Linked DNA regions of Drosophila melanogaster: region 2 is linked to region 1. Evidence: chromatin contacts called from public Hi-C data. All regions are on one chromosome and are shown on one strand. Each heading gives the region's core, a stretch centred on a gene start, on an enhancer-like site or on the middle of the called end of the contact. The rest is flanking DNA. Distances are from core to core; before and after follow the strand shown.

What was found. Hi-C and Micro-C count contacts between places; a contact is called where the count stands out from the background.
Region 2: a contact with region 1 is called in a Hi-C map of the Kc167 cell line, with 1.5 times the contacts expected there. The contact joins the enhancer-like site here to the promoter of beat-Ib in region 1. A contact is called at or near these places in 12 of 107 Hi-C or Micro-C datasets (the D17-c3 cell line, the Kc167 cell line, the S2 cell line and 4 more).

The regions. Positions count from the first base shown.
Region 1 is chr2L:15,957,476-15,965,018 of dm6, forward strand. It overlaps beat-Ib (beaten path Ib), which reads right to left and starts at 4,960. Exons shown (of 7, transcript NM_078855.4): 1 at 4,534-4,960. lncRNA:CR43803 (long non-coding RNA:CR43803) reads left to right here and starts at 2,768. Exons shown (of 3, transcript NR_073786.1): 1 at 2,768-3,018; 2 at 3,083-3,243; 3 at 3,308-3,715. It overlaps CG18063, which reads left to right and starts at 383. Exons shown (of 5, transcript NM_165141.2): 1 at 383-500; 2 at 556-657; 3 at 711-1,109; 4 at 1,224-1,552; 5 at 1,622-1,956. The coding sequence starts at 466. The coding sequence ends at 1,875.
Region 2 is chr2L:16,108,861-16,116,403 of dm6, forward strand. No RefSeq gene overlaps it. Among named protein-coding and RNA genes, the nearest start is that of CG4891, 18 kb to the left of the region's middle. Within about 2 kb of position 5,016, at least 8 of the 39 cell types and tissues checked have an H3K27ac peak or open chromatin away from gene starts, as enhancers often do. A contact at or near this core is called in the Kc167 cell line and larval brain, where this site is marked.

The DNA.
Region 1 (7,543 bases), core at 3,710-6,209:
TGCAGTTCTCTGATACACACCTTTTACGATACTTTTTAAGGAATAGTATACTCTCTTAATATACGAGAAACGACTATTTGGAAGCACTACATAATTTTACTGAACCATCAACGGGTATATATACCAAAGATTTTACATCTTGAACGACCTTTGCCTTTATCAACACCTTTTAATTTACAACTCTACAACAATTTTCGTAGGCATGGGCGATGGTCTTTTCCTAAAAAGTTACTAACAAGTCTAACATAGATTTCAATCAAATTTTGTGGGATAGCTTCTTCAGAGACAATCTCACTTTAAGGAAGTGCTTTAAAAACAAATCCTCCTGTATTTGCTGATAAGTTTATTTTTAACAAATTAGCTTTGGTTTCATTGTCTATAGTTCTTTATGCCTTAGATTTTGATTTCATACACATAATAGTATAACCACTGTCTCTGGAAGATCTTCTTATATTTTGTATTAAAATGCCAAAGCCCTCTAAACAGGACTCTATCTCGTTGTAAGAATAGGTTGACCAAACGAACTCAATTTATTTAGTATTGTTTATGTTTTAGAAAATCCAGTAACTCAGTTTTTTTGGAAGATGACCAATTCGAAAATCTAGAGGAAGAGTTTCTGCATAATGAATGCATTAGTTTACCCTCCGACTTAACGAGGTAAGTAATTTACGTTATAGTAAATACCGCTAAAAAAAACTAAGTTTCAATAGAGTACAAAGTGTTATTTTGGACTACAAGCAGTTCAAAGCGGCTCGCACAATTCAGCGTTATATTCACGGATGGCTAGTTCGAGAAAATTTCCGAAAACTTCAGAAGTCTGCGATTATTATTCAAAAATGGTGGCGCCGTTTTGAGGCTCAGAAAAATTTGCTTTATGTGGCCGAAAGCGCTTTGCAGTCGGCTGTTTTGGCCCATTACGACAAGTCTGCTACCCTGATTCAGACGCTCTATCGCGGATGGTGGTCGCGAAAACATATCTTTGACCTAACCATGCTCAAGAGCGTGCAGATAATGTTGGCAAAGGACCTGATTCACTCTTTGGTCAATTACTTGCACGCAACGAAAAATTCTGAAATGCTTCCAGGCATTTACACGATACGGGACTCGAGGTAAGTGCTTGGTCATTCGGTTTTATAGGTCAAAAAACTATTCAAATGAACAACTATTAGTGAATATGGGAATATGCAAATCATTAAATATTCTGATCCTATACATTTTTCTAGCATATGTCTGGAAACATTGGAGGAACTGATGGCAACATTTGGCTTTCGATTCTATAACGCTAATGCTTGCTACAAAATGAAGGAAACGTTGTCAATGGTGGCACAGAGCCGAAAGACGTTTACGGCCACATCCTATTTCACGGATGTACCATATCCCGGGTTTAATGATCGAGGATTTTGTGGCCCTCGGCAGAATTCTGCCATGACCTTGAATGCCAAAGATCCAGAACATTATGAATTGATTCACATATTCCTGTCCGGTAGTAGAAAAATTGGCATGACAACGGCTAAGCTCGAACAGAAAATAGCCAACATTGCAGAAGAAAATCGTAAGTTCGTGTTGCGACTTAAACGTGTGTTAAAAGCTATTGGTTTCTTTTTTTTTTTTTAATTTACAGGCTTAAATATGTTTATAAAGAGGGACAACAAGAAAAAGAGTTTTATTAAAAGGATTTATCTTGACATGAAGAACTGGCATTACTCAAATGGAGATCCAATTCTTCCCATCAGCTTGTTTAAAAATAGTGAGATGCCTGCGGTCCTGGAAAGTGCCAAGAAAACTCTGGAATCAATTTTTGGTGAACTGGAGCCGTGTGTTTGTCCAACGAACAAAGAAATATCTTTCCTTTTAAATTCTCTTAATGATTCTTAAGGAGTTAATAATCTTTGTATATTATATATCGTTGTAAACCTTACGAATATTTCACAATAAAGAACCTTTAAGATATCTTGTAAAATCCGTATGATTTTGTTATATGTACTTGTCAATGTTGTTTTCAAGCCGAAAATGGACTAAATCGCGAAATTCATTATATTTTGAGCACTTAATGTTTAGTTCGACTATAGCTATCCTTTTTTCTTTTAACTTTTGCGTTGGTTAAATTAAAATTAATAATTTTAAATGTATTTATCTAATTATAACCGTATAAGTCTGATCCATGATATTTTTGTAAAATATCTTATAAAATAAAATATAAATAAATCTTAAATAAGTCTTTTTAATTTATACTCGGCGAGACTTTTCCTCTTTGTTTATTCCGCACACACAAGCATAAGTTCAATATTGGCAGCAAATTAAATTTAATGATGTTTGCTGCTTGCAGCCAAAAAAAAAAAAACCGTAGCAAAAAGCCAAAATTGCCAACTCTGGTAAATATTTGCCAACCGACTCTAATGAACTTAAGCATACAAATAGGGAACTAGCGTGGAGGACCCAGTCTTTGGGCAATGCCAGATTTACAGGCTTTCGATTGTGCTGGATTTCGTTAAAGAGTGGAAGAGTCGTGCATCCCTCACAAGAAAAAAATTCATTAGAAATTAAAGTAAATTGGCTGAACATCAATAAACGTGTTTACAACAGAAATGTGTATTTACACAATTTTCGTATTTTCGTATTGCATAGCGAGTGGGTTGGCCCTTGGCGATGCCACAAAAGTCTATGCTTAGCTTACAAATAAAATGTAATCACATATGCTGAGACTTTTTCTGTCAATCGAAATTTCGTACGTAACTATAAACGGGAATAATACAATTCAGTTGATTCCCGAAGTTCAAACAAGCAACACCTTCGGAATTGAACTCCAAATTCTCAGTGATTTTCGGTTGACTTACAAAATTTACAAGTTTTCGGCTAGTTTTAAGAATAAAGTTTTGTTATTTAATATTAGTTCTAAGTATAAAGTGAAAATATTTATATCGGATCACTGTGCACCAGAATTCTTGAAGCACCAAAAAATGACTCGGCTCTTCTTTTTCTTTTAGTTTTGATAACACAAAAACCATTTTTTTGTTATTGGTAAATATTTGTTATATAGTTAAATTTTATAAAATTCCTTCCTTACAGTATAAATTTTTTGCAGTTTTCAACACATTTACATTTGTTTTCGGTATATGCAGGACTAATATAACAAACCGTTTCTATAATAGCGGTAAGATCATTTTACGCCTAACTCTTGCTCCGAACCCACCATTCCCCAATCAAGCACACCATATTGCCCAAGCCGGAGACTTTCCATTATAGGTAGATATTCGTTATATCGTTTAATATTATAATATTCCTGCCTTACAGTACCAATTTTTTGCAGCCGTGACACCTTTACTTGTGTTCTTCTTGCAGGATATTATATATTAAAAGCAGAAACTCGACTAGCCTAAACACCCATATGATATTCTTCAGTTCGCAGAATATATATGGATATAATACTAATACCAATAAGTGTAGTCCTAGCGGTATCCTACGCTGACAACGGGCAATTAGAATTAACTCTTGCCCCGTATTCAAAGCAGATCACTGTCTCTCTCTCTGGACACCATCAAACACAACATACCTCGATCGAACACACCTTGATGGCCAAGCTGGACTCTTTGATGACACCTTTACTTGTGTTCTTCTTGCAGGAGATTACATATTAAAAGCAGAAACTCGACTTGACTGAACACTATGATATTCATCATAATATATGGATGTAATACAAAAACATAAATAATAAATTTACACTTTTACACTTCAATCGAATGTACTTATTTGGGTGACAAATAATAAATATAAATATTCTGGGCAAAGAATAATTGTTAATTAGGCCGAAATTGGGTCAGAAAAACAAACGGATGAACTGAGAAGGCCAAAGCGAAAAAGCCAAAGCGAAAAAATCGGGCTAGCCGAGTTAGCCCAAATATGCAAATAAATCTGCCAGCAAAAATGGAAACAAGTCTGAGCCAAGTTGCACATTAACTTCCGCAGCTCATTAAGTCACTGTCAGCCCCTCGAGGCGGGAAGCTTGCTGGAAATACATATAAATTTATGTGACGCCAACTGGACGACAGTCGACCACTGAACAAGGCCCCAGAATCGACCAAGAACTCGCTTCGAGCTGGAAAACAACATTTGGGTGGGAGGTGTTACCAGGACACCCCTACGTATTTAGATAAATCTACAGGGGTCGAAAAAATTGCTGAAAAGGTTGGATTGAAAATGTCGGCGCTTAAATAAAATACGCAGAAAACAAAAATATGCCGGAAGTTTAATTGGGTCGATTCCCTTATTTTGTTTGTCCAATAAGAAATGTCGGGTTTTTTTTTAAATTTTTTTGCCATGCCAGGGTCATGAGCGCTGCTACGGGGCCAATGGTCAGCGCAGGCCAAACTAATTAGTGGCCATTTTGCGGGTCCTCTCAGTTTAATTAATTTTAAATTTGAAATTAATTGAAACGCAGTAAAAATGAAGGGGATCTCTTCTGTTCAAAAATACTGCATGTAACACTTAAATATACCCCATATTTTATTGTATTGGGATGATAACTCACTTATTTACCATTTTGAATTGCCGGCATATTGTAATTTTATTTTTGATTTCAGTTCAGTCTATATCATTATCGCACTAATTTGAAAGGAAACCCAAATTGGCACCCACAAGCAGATTGCACACGATTGAATTAATTTGCTGGTTTCGTTGTTGTTTTTGCCAGTGGCACAGTAATCCACATGGTCTATATAATTAAACACACGCGCTGCGAAAAAACAAGCGAAGAATCAATGAGCCGAGTATTGGTTCGAGAAACTATGAAGCTAGTGAGTCATCAGCATTACTTCTGAGCAAAACACGATATAGTTACATTACAGATGTCGTTTTTAATCTGTTTTCTTTGTGAATTTGCAGCCACGAAAACGAATTTTGTGACAGTGCAGCTGGCCGGCGTTTGACTGAGATCCAATTCGTTGCGCGTTATCAATGAAACTGCTGATTTTTCTCGTCATCGTCGCCAGCATCGCCCCAGAAAGGAAATACCTTCGTGGCTCCTCGGGTTTTTGTATTCTCCCTCTCTATGTCGCTTTGGCAGGACCTTTTCTCTCAACTTAACGAAGGACCTCGGAGAGAGAGCCCAGGAATATTTAACGGTCGGAACATCAAAATAGTCACAAATATTTTTTACTGTTATATTTAATTTTAAAATATTTCATATTCAGCTTATACTAATATATTAAATTTTCTAATTTAAGAAAGAGATTCGCCGAAAGAAATTTTCCCACAAAAAGTTGATTGTCCCAACACTGTTAAAATATTGGGAAATTATTTAACATGGTTACGCCTGCTGGTAATAACATAAGTGAAACCCCTTTGATTGAAGGACTTTATTTGCGAGCTTAATACGTTTTTTCTATTATTATTTAAAAACATATTATTGTTTGAAGACAAGTTTGTCTTACAACTCTTTAAACGACTATACCCTAACTCCATTTATTCTTATGAAGTCGAGATCTCCAGAAATATCAAATATGGATAATTAAGTTTAAGATTCATACGACTTGCCACGCCCACCAAAGCTGTCACGCTTGTGGAAAAAGTGGAAGTACTTCTTTATCATATTTTTTTTACCTCACTCTAGGGAGGTATCAAATAGTCGAGCAATTCGTTTATTAATTAAGGCAATAGACAATCAATGAACTTCTTAATGAAACAAATCATATCATTCATAACACCTTTAAACAGGGAATCGATTTTCATTTGCAAGCTAAATCGCTGGGTGAGGCTTAATTAATTGCCATTAATTAGGGATAATGCATTTACTGCTTAGTGCCAAGTCAAGGAATTAGGGTAAGCCCCTATCAGGGATCCCCTTACTCGAGAATCACGGTGTATTACCTCCACCTTTTCGTAAGGTTTTAAGGTGTTTCAATATGCTGCGCTCTATGCCGCATAACCGACTGACTACCGCCTACTTAAAGTAAGGAAAATCTTTTATGACACGTTATTAGTTGTGCGCCGCGAAGGGATGTGTATGTATGTACACACATATATGTACAGACATGTGTGTGGAGAAGGAACACCGACTCAAACGCGGCGGCAAGCTTTAATATGCTTAATGTAATTATGAGAATCGCATAGAAGGGCACGGCATCCCTGCATACAAATGGAAGCGTAATTCGCAAAAGGATGGAGGGTGTCAGGTTGTAAAAAATGCCGGAGGACTTTTGTACCCGCCGTTGTCATAAAAACACACGCAATTTACGTATACAATACTCTGATTTTTTATTGTTGCGCGAGAAAATAAAGATTGCATTTTAAGGTCGGTCAATTACAAATTTAAATATTGTGCTTTAATTTATGATGCACTACAAGGTGGCCAGAGAAATAGTTAATACAGAACAGAAAATATGTCCCGAGCATTTAGCGTTTAATAATAGAATATCCATTTACAATGACCTTTCTGTACCAACTTATCGCTCAGCGCACTAAGCTAGCTGGATCATTTTTTTGACAATTCGCGAAATCCATTTGTTAAGTGTCCATTTTTTATACGTCTACTTCTCCTGCATCCGACGAATCAGCACCTGAGACACATTAAAAACAGTGAAACAAATCGGAGATCAGGCATCCTACTTATATTTACATTAACATTGCAAACATATTTATTCCTTCGCTCCTAAATTGGTAAACTGACTTTGCGGCTAATGCAAATGGCAGGCGAAGCGAAGCGTAAAATGCTTTGTAAATTATTATGCCAAGTCGAAAAAATGGGGTGGGTCCTACGACCGCACATATATAAATATTTTTCCAGAGATAAACAAAGTATTTGCGCAGTGGGACGGCATGTGTCATAAATTTCAATTGACTTATGAATATGGAGGGCAATCTGTTCCCTTGGAAAGTTTTAGCGCCAACACGTGCCTAAAAGCCGATGAATACTGTTTAAATTTATTTGCCATATTGCTGATTTTTTATGCTTTTATTGGAGTTTCGCGGCTTTAAGAACCTTAGATGGTATAAAATATTTGAGGTCAAATGTAAATGATAAATAAAGTTTAAAGATATTTAAAGATTCAATGTTTTAAAATATATTTAATTTTCATCACATCCATGCAACGGACAACTTCGTAGATATATTTATGTGTTTGTCAAATCTCTGGCCGAAAGCAATACACAAACTTTCGACCGGGACCAATGCATCATTTTTATGTGGAAAATTTTAGAACAGCCTAAACTCTTAATGGGCCCCGCAGCTCAGTGGTGCGAAAAGTCCTCGGCCAGGACCTTCACACACTCTCGAAGGCAGTAACACCGTGGCCAAGAGCACCCCAAAGGATATTAACAATAATCTAACCAAATTAACCCAAAGCACTAAAGTGTAAGTGACATTAAGTTAATTTTCGTGTGCGCCAGCGAAAGAATAAACGAGATGAAAAACAAAACGCAAGAGCCGAAACAAAAGAAGTGGCAAATACGGGGGGAAAACTTACGTTTTATTTTCCGTATTCTATGCTTTTTTTCTACTACTTTTTTGTACTTTTTTCTTTTGTCCCTGCTGCCGTTGGTTGCATCAACT
Region 2 (7,543 bases), core at 3,766-6,265, 150 kb after region 1:
CCCAACAAAATGCTAGCTAGAAGTTAATATCCCATAACGTGGCCATTATAGCAAAGAAAGGACAAAAATGAGTTCAAGTTACGCCAAAAAAAAACTGAAAGCGGACGAAAAACTGTGGGGGGATGAAAATTCGCAACCTTTTGGAAAATATTTGGGCTGTCGTAATTGTCTGACCGTCTATTGTCCAGCACGTGCTCCCCTTTGTCCACACACTTTCCGAACTGGACACTGCCATTGTTTCCTGAATTTTCTACCATTCTGTGACTCTGTTTTTTTGGCCATCTTGAATAGAATATTGAATTACGCCTAATGGGCAAGTTCACATATTACATACAGAAGGATCATAGATGAAATAATGAAATATGTTTAAAAGTAATGAAATATTTTAAATATTTGTCATATTAAATATCTGACTGAACTTACATTCTGCTGGCTTTAAAAAGAACCTTGCTGGCTAGACCACTCGGAAAATGCCCCTTCGAAATGGAATCACTTGTGCAAAATTGCCTTCCCTTGGATGGGAGAATGTCTTGTGATTATTGAATACTCTAAACGGAAAATTTTTAAAGATTACTCAGAAAATTATTTTCTACGCCATTTCGAAGCGAACAGAAAAAGAAGAACCACTTATACGGTCTACTAACACCTTGGAGAAGTCATAGAAATGCGAAATTTATGCCAAAAGGATGCGGTGGGAATCCTTTGTGCGGATCTTTTTGAGTGGATCGCATCCCTTCTGTTTGATGGCATAATAAATATCTCGTCTGTCCTCAGTAAATAGTGCCAACAATGGACCACTAGTCCATTTCAATCTGAAGCGCAAACGTTAAGTAAAGCCCAATGTCCGAAGCGTCCACACAAGCGGAAGTTCAATATGTTTGCATAGGCCAAAGGACCAAGATCTTGGACAAAGGTGGTTGAAGGACGAGGCTTTCGTCTTTTGTCAACGGAAGCCCCAAAGACAACTGCCCTGAAATCGCTTTTTTATATGCCATTGAATCGGCGCTCTCTCGTGGTTTGTTTGCCTATTTAACCTCCTTTTCATTTAAGAACCAACTATTTCTGTTCAATAAGAACGGACTGTATTTTCAATCCAACGAGGCGATGGAAAAAAAAAACCAACCACGTAATGGCAATCAATTAGCTGGGATTAAGCTCTCCATCAGTCTATGACCAGGTTCATTTCATTTTGAAGTGTTTACCCTCAAAAGGCGTTTTGTGCTACATCCTTTTTGCCTTTTTGCCGCCGTAAATATACAGGACGTAAACGGGCACTAGGTGCCAAAGCTAAATAACAAACTTGTTTCGCTTGATTCTTCTCTGGGGCCTCCTTCGTTTATTCTTTTTCAAACCTCCAAGCCCCAAACAAAACACAAAGTTTCAATGACAATGGCAACGAGGGCAGGAAGGAAAAGGCTACGCACACGGAAGTTGCCTTGCATTGAGGTTTTCGGCTTTTCTCCTCTTTATTTACTTTTACATTTTTTGTGTTCTTGTTGAAAAGTAAATGAAGCCGTGTTTGTTGAGGGTCTTAGGTCATAATAAAGATAAATGATAAGAAAGTGATAAGACGTTTTTTTTTTAAGTAACCGACAAAAATGCTGCAAAGGTAGCGGCTGGAAATGATTTCAAGCATATAAAAGACACAGTGGGTCAAGAATATAGAAAATCTTTTAAATCAGCTTTCTAAACTAAACCAAAAAAAAGTCTTTTTCTCGGGAGCTAAACAAGAATTTAAAAAAAAAATGTAGCAATATAAATTTATCTAAATTCTTAAACTTGTATGTAAATGTATAACTATTTCTGTCATCCTTGATTTAAAAGAGGTTTCTTTATATTGCAAATTACTGTATAAAGTTCCTCTTTCATATTATTTAGCGTTCACATGATGAAACACATCGCGCAAATATTTGGTAAAGAAACACTAATCCTTTAGGAATCTTCGTTACGCACTGGGAGCGACTTGCAAGCCATAAACTGGGCTAAAATTTTACTGAGGCGAAAGCGGCTTAAGCGAAACGAAAATTCGATTATATAATAAAAGAGCAATCATAAAACCCAGAGGGAAAACGCGAAAAAAAATGTCTGATGTAAACAACAAATTGAAATAAACGATGAGAGCTTTAAAAGAAAATTCGTAATAAAGCAAATGGTTGAAATTTAACTGCCTCTGGGCAATTAAGACAAGGAAGTTCAATCGGACTAAGCCAATATCCGGGTCATGAAACAATGTCCTTTTGCAGGGCTGGCCAGCCACACCAAATACAATATTTGGCAAATAAATATCAAAGACTCAAACGCCCGCCGCCCATAGACTTGCATAAATCAATTGATTGTCGACGCCGTTGCGATTTAACTTAACTTCTTAAGACCGCCACCCACCCACCATGGGGGGGGTGAAATTAAGTGGGGGGAAATGAAAGTTTCCACCCTAGTTTTCTGGCACGCGCTAAAAATACTTTGCCTCGAATTATGTGCAACATTCGATCTCATCGGGGTTCATCGGGTCATGTCAAGTTCAGGGGAGGGCTTAAATGTGTAATGTATTAATTCCGTTCCTCGGGGGTGAAGGATACGCATTTCGCCTTCTCATAAAATTGCAAATTCTTACTCGCTCCGCCATAATACCAACGCAAAAAAAGTTTCGCAAAGTCGTTGGACAAATGTCGAAATTTGTGGCTATTGATTTGACTTCCTTTCGTTGACATTAGGGTTGGAATCCATTGATTAAGGGGACTAGGAAATTACTTCTATTCACATAAAGACATTTATAGACAAATTGGCATGCGGGGTGGACCGAAGCGATAACATGTTGTGTGCGACTGCATAAAATGCATTTTAATGTTGGGGGTGGCTGTCAGTATGGGGTGCATCTTTAATTTGGGGTGCGGGTGCTAATGGTTTGATGACCATTAGGAATTCTAAAACTAAATTGCGCGAAAATAAATTTAAAGTTATGGCAAGCAGCTCTGGAATGAATTTCATATTGATAAATTGTTGTGGATAGAAGAACAATTTTAATGAGATGTACATACAAAGCAAAATCAATCCAATCAAGATATTCTTCACCCTTATAAATGGCATTAACTTTCTACCCTTTCATACCACAAAATTCGACCAACTTTGTCGATTAAGTTCACATCGAACTACTTCGCTTCGTGATGGAGACGGCGTGTCTAGGTAATCCTATTGCCACCAATCAATTTAACATCAACATGTTGCCACTGCCCCAAGCCCACCCCATTCAACTTGCAGCCCGGAAAAAACCTGTCAACCATCTCACGGCTCTAATCCAATTGCTAGCTGCCAAACAAGTTCTATATAAATCGGCAGAGCTGGAAAAAATACGCGAAGCTTGGATCCAAAAAAAAAAAAAAAAATGAATTGAAGTTTTTGTGAACACATAAATTTCAAAACGCTAAATGGTATTTGGATTTTTAGATCTGGGTGCAGGCCCTCAAAAATCCATAAGCTATTTAAAAGGGAGGCTGGAGTAGAGTTCTTAAACACTTAAAAAAGAATTGCAGTTGCAATGAAGATTGTGCTGAAAAGCTTTGCAGTACAGTGCAGCTTTAAGCAATATAAGTTTAACTATTGCTTACGATTCTGATCAAGCTATTCAAAAAAATTTATAAAATATATATACATGAAGTTGACCAAGCAGTCTGTAAATATGGCATACAAATCGTTGGAAGTTCTTTACAGAAAAACAGTTTTTAAATCTAACCAACACCTGTGTACCTCAAACTTTAAATTTGTTTTCTTGTTCTACAAGAAGCTATATTTTTCTTCGTTTTTCAAAGTGAAAACCATCTTTTCAAGCTCGTTCCATTGCCCAAAATCCCAATATTGCCCCACCAAAGCACCTGGAGCAATGTCACCAATGCGATTTACGACCATTATTCAATCAGTATGACTGTTTGTCATTTTGTGCGAGCACTTTTTCGAGTTCTCCGCCGTTCTGCCCTGTTGAGAAATCGGTGGAATGGGCTCGGGGACCATGGATGATGTCTCCTGCGAGGGAGTTGAGGTTGTGATGTGGAAGTCAACTTGACGCCGTCTCGTCTGGTGCATTGTTGGAAAAGCATTTTCTCGCAGTATCTGGCTGTGTTGTTCTTGTCTCGTTCTGTCGCTGTCCTTGTACCGCCCTGCTCTCTTGCCGTCTCTTTCGCAGGACTCCCGCCCGCCGTCCTTTTCCCACACTCCGTAGTCAGTCAACGTTGACGCGCGCTTTTAATGCATTCTTATGTCATTTTTTGCACTGCACTGCACTCGAATGTCATTTCTTTTGTACGACTGAAGCACCGAAAACCCCAACCCACCCATCGCAGGACCCTAACCAACCTTTAACCACTCTTCGCTGCCCGTGTTGTTATTGTGCTTTTCGCTTTTCATTCCTTTTATACTTTTAGAGTTGCGACGGGGAGAGAGAGAGAGAGACGGCGTCGCCAAACTTGAAATTGTGGGCGCATTTCATTTATGTTGACAAAAGGGTTCTCCCCAGCCCGCTGTCCATTTTTTTGTACCCAATTTGGCGACTTCTCAGCGATATTCCACTCCCCAAAGAGTATCCTTGTTTTTGTAGTTCCTTTTTTTTTTTGTTGTTTGTTTCCAGTGGCTGTACAGTTAGAGGGTATTGTAGATTTCTTGCCTGCTTGTATCGCCATGACGTAAATTGACACTTTGGGAATTGCAGACTGGAATTGAATCTGAAACTTTAAAAATGTTATAGTAATAAATGAAATATCAAAATTAAAGGCAATTAAATACTATAAAATTGTATATGTTATATAAATATGATATGAAAATTTCAGAAACTAATCTGGTAATGGATAAAACGATTGAAAAAGGGTATTTCCGCTTCAATTTTAAACCCTTGTTTGTTTTGTTTTGTTTTTTTTTTTCAATTTTTTATTTTATGTGTTGCGTTACTTTCTGGCTTCATTTGGAGGAGTTGATGCCCGGCGCTTTTGTTGCCTGCCATTGTCGTTGTCCAGGGAACATACGACAAGCCATTGGGGATGGGCTTGGACAGCGGGCAGTAGGGTGTTAAGGGACTGTGTTATCTGTATGTCCGAGAGCAAATGAAATGGCAACAATCGGTAGCTTAGTGTTTGGGGCGTTAATTGATTTTGATTGAGATATCGAGTCAGAATGGACGCACCATAAAGGAGAAGGATTCCAATGAAGGGAAAAAACCAAGCGATCATCGACAGCAGTGGTATTCATTTCCAAGTATTGTACTGCAGATTTCTTTCAGAGCTAACACCTAAAATTTCTGTTACGATATACACAAATCATCCCACAGCCTTTATACTTTTAAGACTCAGAGCAAGCCAAGAAATGTATTCTTAACTTTGTTAATATTTAATGTAATATAAGTTTCGATTATGAAAGCTTTAATGAAATATACGTTCGTTTTTCATTTTTACCTCGCACCGTGACGCAATTCGCCGGTAAATCCTTGACAAATTTTGAGTTTCCTCAACCAACGCAGAAGCCAACGTGGTCTGAATAAATTGAGGTCAATAAGAGACAACAACAGGAGTAAAGCTTCTCTCAAATTAATACGAAAACTTTCTTGATTATTTGCGAATCACCTGAAGAAGCCGAGTCACACGGAGGCAACAAATGTTTTCCATGTTTGCCGACGCACAGCGTCACATGAGACAAAGTCTCATGTTCCCAGTCTCCATTGGGAAAACTTTGATTCAAAGTGAAGACTCATGGGGGAGTTGAATTTTGGATGGTGTTGTCAAGTAGTTAACTAATCCGCTGCTCAGAAAACACGGCTGGTTAGTCAAACAGGGGAGATAAAGAAAAATCTTAACTCGGTTTGATTTTGCTCGGTGGCGAAAATTTGTTGTGCGCGTGCCATTTAAAATTGTGCAACCGTGCGTATGCGTAATGTTTTTCATATGAACTCCGGCCTTTTTGGGTTGACAGGGCAGCGAAATTGAAATTCAACAGACACACCGACCAGAGTCTGGGTTGAGATGAGTTGACTTGACTTGACTCGAGTAAACTTGACTTTTTGGCTGAGTGCACCAAATGATGATGTTTTAATTTTTTCGGTTAACCGAAAAAGTTAAATAAAATAAAAAAACGCTCATGCGAAATGTTCCGTACTCTATATTTCCTACGTTCTGTCGGTGAAAAAAACTAATTTGTATGCCAGCCACCAGAAGTCGTTAAGTCGTTTCAACCAGGCGAAGAACCAACCGACTTCGCTTGTCTTTGAAGTCCCGAAAAAAGCAGGAAAAAAAATAAAATAATAAGAAAACGCAGCCAAATTTCGTGCTAGAGGTTCTTTCTCTCTTTGTTCTTCTGCTTGCTTGCCAAGTGCAAATTGAATTAGTTTTGCTTGGGAAGGAGAGCTAATTAAAATGCCGCACATCATTTACTAGAAAATGCATTTTAAATAACACTTGAAAAATGATGTGACAATTTGCCATAGAAAAATACGAAAGGAAAACGATGGCGTCATATAAAAATTTGGGTCGCCAATTTTAATTAAAATTTTCATTAGTTGAAACGGGGGAAAGATAGACAAAGCGAGAATACTGTTCTTCTTGGTAAAATTACTTAAACTCCAAAAGTTGGAAAGTTGTTGATTTTCCTAATGGGCCTGTTTAACCAAGAAATGACAAGTAACATATGCGAGGAACAATTCGTTACCATTTCGAAAGAAACTCTTACAAAAACTGAAAAGTTATTCAAGCAAAAAACTCAAAGTTATTTAAGCATTAAGCTATGAATAAATATTCAAGATAAATATTTTCCAACTTGGCTACATTTTAAACTCAATCAAATTTTCCAGATTATTCAAGCATCTCCGGCATATTGTTTGCCCCCAAGTCACTATGCAAATCACTCAATAATATGTTGAAATTGAACATGTGTAATTTGATAACAAAATGGTACAGATTATGCAGCCAATTCGGCATCAACCTCTGTTTCTTTGCCTGCGCCAGCAACAATTAGTTATGCAAAATAGGAAAAAAAAATGAAATTGGAAATTTGCAAATGCTCAAAGTACCTGCCAGGCAGTAAGCCCATAAAGTTGTCAAGACAGTGGAAATTGTATTACAGTTGGTCTGTTACTCTGCCTTATGCCCAAAATCAAAGCTCATTTTGTTAGGTTTCTCAGCATCTGATACTCAAAGGAATTTTACCCATCCCTTCAAAAAAGGACTGCCTTCCATCTGAGGCTGATTCCCAATTCGAAGTTCTCAATTTGCTACCCGTCCTCAATCACTCAGCTCGGCAATACAAAATGCTTTGCGTGCCCTTGCAATTTTCTCATACATCAATTTTCATATTCATACGTTTGTACATATTGACTTTTTTCCTCCTTTTCTTTTTTTGTGGAATTATATTCGCTCCAATATGGAACGACAAACGGGTTTCTTTTGTTCGCATTTTACGCACGATTTCATTTATGGTTCATATTGTTTCGGCGACTTTGGCATTCCGGGCTTCATTCCAATTCAAAGGGGAGCTTAGCTTTCATAAAATAAATTCAATCTCAGCTTAGGTAAGA